Regions from separate parts of the Mus musculus genome. Here region 1 is linked to region 2. A link is a contact called in public HiChIP or PLAC-seq data. All regions are on one chromosome and are shown on one strand. Each heading gives the region's core, a stretch centred on a gene start, on an enhancer-like site or on the middle of the called end of the contact. The rest is flanking DNA. Distances are from core to core; before and after follow the strand shown.

The links. HiChIP or PLAC-seq counts read pairs in DNA pulled down with a chosen protein or histone mark.
Region 1: an H3K27ac HiChIP or PLAC-seq map of the HPC-7 cell line shows a contact between it and region 2, with 4 times the contacts expected there. The contact joins two enhancer-like sites. A contact is called at or near these places in 4 of 39 promoter capture datasets (the C10 cell line, the HPC-7 cell line, hematopoietic stem and progenitor cells and 1 more), 1 of 15 datasets of contacts at CTCF or cohesin (large pre-B cells), 11 of 484 Hi-C or Micro-C datasets (3T3-L1-derived adipocytes, the AML12 cell line, CD4 T cells and 8 more) and 7 of 115 datasets of contacts at active chromatin or transcription factors (the HPC-7 cell line, astrocytes, embryonic stem cells and 2 more).

The regions. Positions count from the first base shown.
Region 1 is chr7:64,047,526-64,050,225 of GRCm38.p6, reverse strand. No RefSeq gene overlaps it. Among named protein-coding and RNA genes, the nearest start is that of Gm20670, 8.3 kb to the left of the region's middle. Within about 2 kb of position 1,440, at least 268 of the 459 cell types and tissues checked have an H3K27ac peak or open chromatin away from gene starts, as enhancers often do. A contact at or near this core is called in the HPC-7 cell line, cerebral cortex, cortical neurons and 1 more, where this site is marked.
Region 2 is chr7:63,964,067-63,966,766 of GRCm38.p6, reverse strand. No RefSeq gene overlaps it. Among named protein-coding and RNA genes, the nearest start is that of Gm39024, 9.0 kb to the right of the region's middle. Within about 2 kb of position 1,421, at least 105 of the 459 cell types and tissues checked have an H3K27ac peak or open chromatin away from gene starts, as enhancers often do. A contact at or near this core is called in the HPC-7 cell line, cerebral cortex, cortical neurons and 1 more, where this site is marked.

The sequences.
Region 1 (2,700 bases), core at 191-2,690, 83 kb before region 2:
AAAAATTCATGATCATGGGGTCAGTGGGTGGATTTAATAGGGAGATTGAGAGTTCTAGACTTAGTGTGGGGGGGGTGGGGTGTCAATATTTCTTCCATTCTGTAGCACCTAGGCTTAGCCGACCTAGGTACCCCTGAGAATGGCAGGTAAGGACCCTTCCTCTCTCCCTCAACAGGGAGAGGCATGAAGAGACAGGATAGCTCCCTCATCAGCAGTTCTGTCTGGCTGTAGGCTACTGCTCAGCAGAGCTGAGCCTGTCACTTCCCCAGAGCCTCTTCAGCCCCAGACACTTTTCACCCATCTCCTCTCTCTACCCTCTTCCTGTCCCGCTTCCCTGTCCTACCCCTTGGGGTATTTCACTGACTGAACACACAGGAGGACAGCTCACAAACTAACAGCAGTCCTGGGAGACAACTAGTGCTTGCCAAACAATGGGGCCACACTGGCAACCAACCTAGATACAGACGAGGGGGGGTTGGGATAGTAAGAGGACAGAAGCGGTTGCCTGTGTCATAGCGCTAAATGGAGCTGAATACACAAAAGGGTGTATGTGTACCACGGTGCAGTAAACATAGACTTCATATTTGACCAGGAAATAACTTCTCAAACCTGGCAGTCCTGGAGGGAGACTGGGCCAAGCCCAAGCCCCTCAAGATCTCCCTTTTCAGAGAGACTTAGTCCAAGCAAAGCGTTGTCTAAGGCCAGCATCCCACTATCAGCAACAGGAACTGTGGCAAGCTAGCTAACAAGGCCTCCAGATTACGTGAGGGAACCAGGGGGGCAGGGAAATTTTCAGTGAAAGCCTTTCTTATCTCTTTCTACAGAGGCCCAGGGCAGGAGAGTTCAGGGTGCCTGGAACACTGTCCGACATCGTGAGATACTAAGGACAAGTTGAATAGTTACTAGGGCTAGCCCAGACCCCTAGTCCTTAGGTTTGGGGGCCATTTCTTGCTCTAAGCTATTCTGCAGAGGCAGGCATCTCAGGACTGCTAGGGCAAAACGCAGTCACGCTTGCCTTAGGAATGGCCACAGCCAGAGTGGCTAGGGTAAGAGCCATCTAGACATTTAGAGATCTGTCCCTGGGGATGGGTGATGGAGCACCCTGTAACCTACCCGCCCCGCCCCAGGAAACTGGCTTAGGGTGCTGAAACATGTGGCTGACACCAGGGGCAGGGAGGAAGATGGCACCTTGAATGAGAGCTGACCAGAGGAAGCCGTTTAGAACAACAGGCAGGCAGAAGACAGGGGTCACTAGGGCGTCTTGCACACCCATCTCCCCAACAGTCCCCAGAACAGTGTAGTCAGACAAGCGACAACTCCGAGATTAATCTGGGAGCCTGTGGCCTGGGTCAGGGACGGTAGGCGGCAGTCACCGGTGTCCTGAAGTCTCGCAGCAGCCGCTCAAGCCCCCATTCCCGCGGTGGACAGGCAGCCCCGCCCACCCATGTCACGTGCCATCTCCAGTTGCACCGGAGACACCAGCAGACAGAAGCCCTGTCCTCCAGCCCCAGCCATGTCGCTGCCTGTGCTGACCCATTTTCTCTCCCACCACCCCAGCCAGAGCCCAGAATACACGCAGCCTCCCAGCAGAGTGGGTGCCACCCGCTCTCCCTACCCCCACGCCCCTCGCATGAGAGGTTTGGGGAAGTGGGTGAAGGGAGGCTGAGGGAAGAGGGGTGGAGGGAAGACAGAGAAGGCAGGAGAGGAGGAGGAAGGAGGGGGAGGCCACTCCAGTGCCTGCTGCCAGCTAAGGAGGAAACCTTGAAACTCAAAAGTGCACACCAGCCCCAGGCTAAGGATTCCAGAACTCCAACTCCACGCTCCTGCCCTAGAGGCTCCAGACTCGGTCTTCCCCTTTCTGTAACACTCATCTCCCTAGCTAGTCTTCCTCAGGCTTGGATATTTTTGAACAAGACCATTTCTTCATTGCCTATAAACTTGGGGAACTGAGGGTCCGTGGTGCAAGAAGGAAGAAGGTGACTGAAACTGATGTCAGCCTGGCGCTGGGAAACACGGGTCCTGTGGCCTCTTTCTCTGTCCTCAGAGGACACTCAAAGGCCAGTTGAAGTGGCCTAGCTGCCTAACATCACACCTGAGAATGTCTTCTGTCTGGCTCAGGTGCTCAATGCGTGTTAATGGCTTGCTGGAGAACATTCACAAACTGTCCCTCACAAAAGGACATTCACCAAGTACAGGGATGCATGCTAACACACTCTTCACAGAAACTGGAGCAGAATGTTCTAGAGCTGAGGCTGATTAAGTATTTACCAAAGGCCAAGCCATGGTCTGGGTCTGGGCACACCTCAGTTTAACCTCACACATAGCTCATAAAGGTTCATTACTGTCCTCCGAATTTTTCAAAGGAGGAGCCTGAGCCATTGCAAGAGTGGACTGCACGCCTGGCTCACACAAGCAAGACAGCCAGGATTGGAGTCTGTCTGGCTTCAAACAGTAAGATAAAGACTAGGCCTTTCCAGTGCCTATGTTACATGAATTGTTTTCTCACTGAGAGTACTGTTTGCTGCCACCTTTCTAAGACACCTAAGGAAGAAGTGGTAGCCTTGCACAACTGAAGCTTTTACAGGACAGTGGGGGGAGTCCTGCAGCCAGCCTGCTCCTTATGTGACCCTGTCCACAAGCCTAGACCCAAGGTTCCCCTCAGGTCAGGGATACAGAAGAGTCAAGGGCAGAGACCCACAC
Region 2 (2,700 bases), core at 172-2,671:
TGGCCTCTGCATCAGCTCCTGCTTCTTGACCTGCTTGAGTTCCAGCCCTGATTTCTTTTGGTGATGAAGAGCAGTGTGTAAGTGTAAGCTGAATAAACCCTTTCCTCCCCTTCTGGCTTCTTGGTCATGATGTTTGTGCAGGAATAGAAACCCTGACTAAGACACCAGGTCAAGGTGGGGCTAAGAACTACCAACCGTCTAGTATGGGGATCTCCATCCTGAGGCTGTCTGAGAACCTTGGCCACCAGAGCCCTCATTAGCACACAGAAACGATGCCTCATTTTGTAGCTTCCTTAGGCTTCAGGCACCATGTGGCTAGAAAGGCAAGAAGGCCAACCACAAAACTCTCAGCCAGTTCCCAGCAATTGTGACAGAACCATCTGAGATACCATACTTAAAAGTGGGAAAATCGATTCCAGAGCTCCTGTTTCTTTGAGGTGTCAACCGATGGTTACTTGGCCTTGTTAAGTCTTCAAGCCTGTGGCACAAAGAACACAAGGCAGGAAGTGTATGGGTGGAATGAAGGGGCTGTCGTCTTCATGGTGCCTGGCAAAGCAGGGACAGGAAGGGGCCTGGGCCTCAAGGATACATCTCCAGTGACCCAACTTCCTCCTAGTAGGTCCCCTTTCTTAAAGGTCCCACCACCAAGCAGAAACATCCAGCTGGGAACCAGACCTTTGAGGGAACACTCCACATCTGAGCTATAACACCCCACGTGCAATGCATGCTGTCTGGTGTCTGGAAGGGAAAGGAATGTGTCTGGGAGCTGCACACAGACTCCCCTTAGGGAAAAGCTACCATTTCTTCACTTGGTCTCAGTGGAGGGGGGCTGTCTTTGTATGGATTTGTCTCTGCCTGTGAGACCCACTCATGCCTGAAGTTCAAGGAAAGAGTCAGTGACTTGGGCAGGAGGTTCTTGCTGTTTTACTCAGATGTGAAACTGCGCTTCTGGGTAAGTTGAAACCCTGACTTTAGGGGCTTCTCTCCTCCTCCAGCCATGGTGGCCCAAACTGAGGCAGGAAGTCAGAGCCAACTGGTCAAAAAAAAGGGAGTGGGGGTGGAATGAGGGAGCTGAGGCTCCAGCCAACTCCTCAAAGCCCTGCTCTGTCCCTGTGGTCCTTCTCACAGGAAAAAATGTGACAGTCAAGCTCCTGTGGTATAAGAAGCCTGTGACAGAGACAAAGGGATAAGGTTCTGGGTAAAGCTGGGCCTGGTTGCTGAGAGCACAGAGGGACACAGAGGGAGGGAGGTCTTAGGGGTACTTTCTCATTCTGCATGGCTCCTTAACTAGCTGGGCTTCCACTGTGTGGGTCAGAAGGAAGGATGCAGAATCCAGCCCAGAGGAAGGCAGTGGGGCACACCCATCTGGCTGCCACCCACCCTCTGTGGTCACGTGCTGTGCCTGCCAGCCAAAGGTCCACAATGCAGCTTTGTGTGGCAGCTGGCTTCAAACACACATCAGTGTCTGGGTTAGCCCTGGCTGGCCAGCAGTACCAGTCCTGGAAGCCAGGGATGCCAGGCTAAAGAGGGAGAATGTACCCTGCCAACTCCTCCAGGGCCTGGGTCAGGCGCTCTCCAGGAAGCCCATGGGTGGCATCCAGGATCCTTCAGGGAACACCCAACACCCCTAGGGCCTATATATGGAAAATAGTTTGGCGACAGTGCATCAGCTAACAGGGTCTGTACGCACAAGGTCCATTTCCCTGGCCACTCAGCCACGACAGAACCATCTTGAGGATTTCTCCAGATAACCCCAGCCCAAAAGGAAGAATGAGAAATTTAAAAAGACAGTTTTGATACGTTTTCATGGTGATGCATGCTTTTATTTTTTATGAGTTTTTTTTTAATGTTAAAACACATTTTATAGATGAAATAATAAAGGCTTGATAGAGTATTTGTGAAAGATACTGAGAAAATTACATTGGTGATTCTATTTTCATCTGCTTAAAAATTTTAACTCGGCCAGGCGGTGGTGGCGCACGCCTTTAATCCCAGCACTTGGGAGGCAGAGGCAGGCGGATTTCTGAGTTCGAGGCCAGCCTGGTCTACAAAGTGAGTTCCAGGACAGCCAGGGCTACACAGAGAAACCCTTTCTCAAATTAATTAATTAATTAATTAGTTAATTAATTAATTAATTAAAAAATAAAAATTTTAACTCATGGATATATCTGGACACATGCCTTTAATCTCAGCGCTAGGGAGACAGAGGCAGAGAGATCTCTGAATTCAAGGCCAGCCTAGTCTATGGCCAGCCAGGAGTCACATAGTGAGACTCCAATTTTAAAAAAAACAAAAAACTTTTTTTTCTTCATGAAAATTGGCATTAATAATCCATAGTATGGCTGGGCTGGCTGGGTGCATTGAGAGCAGATGCTGGGTAGTCAGATAGGTAAAGGGGTTTCGTCAGCCCCCAGCAGGGAGCGCAAGGTACCTGGGCTTCCTGAACCCCGTGCACAGTGCTGGGACCATACACTCTCCCCTCTAGCTTATGGGGATGGAGATGCTGGTGACTAGCTAGTCCACCCAGTGCAGAAAGCACCTGCTTAGGTTTTCCTCAGCGGATGGAGGCACCCTGCATTCTCTCTGGCTCCGTTTGTCTGAGTGTTGTCTTCAAAGGGACGATTGGGTATGAAGGAGCAGAATTCTTGCCTGAATAACTCCAGTAAGGCCACCTGGATCTAAGAAACAACAGCCCTCCCC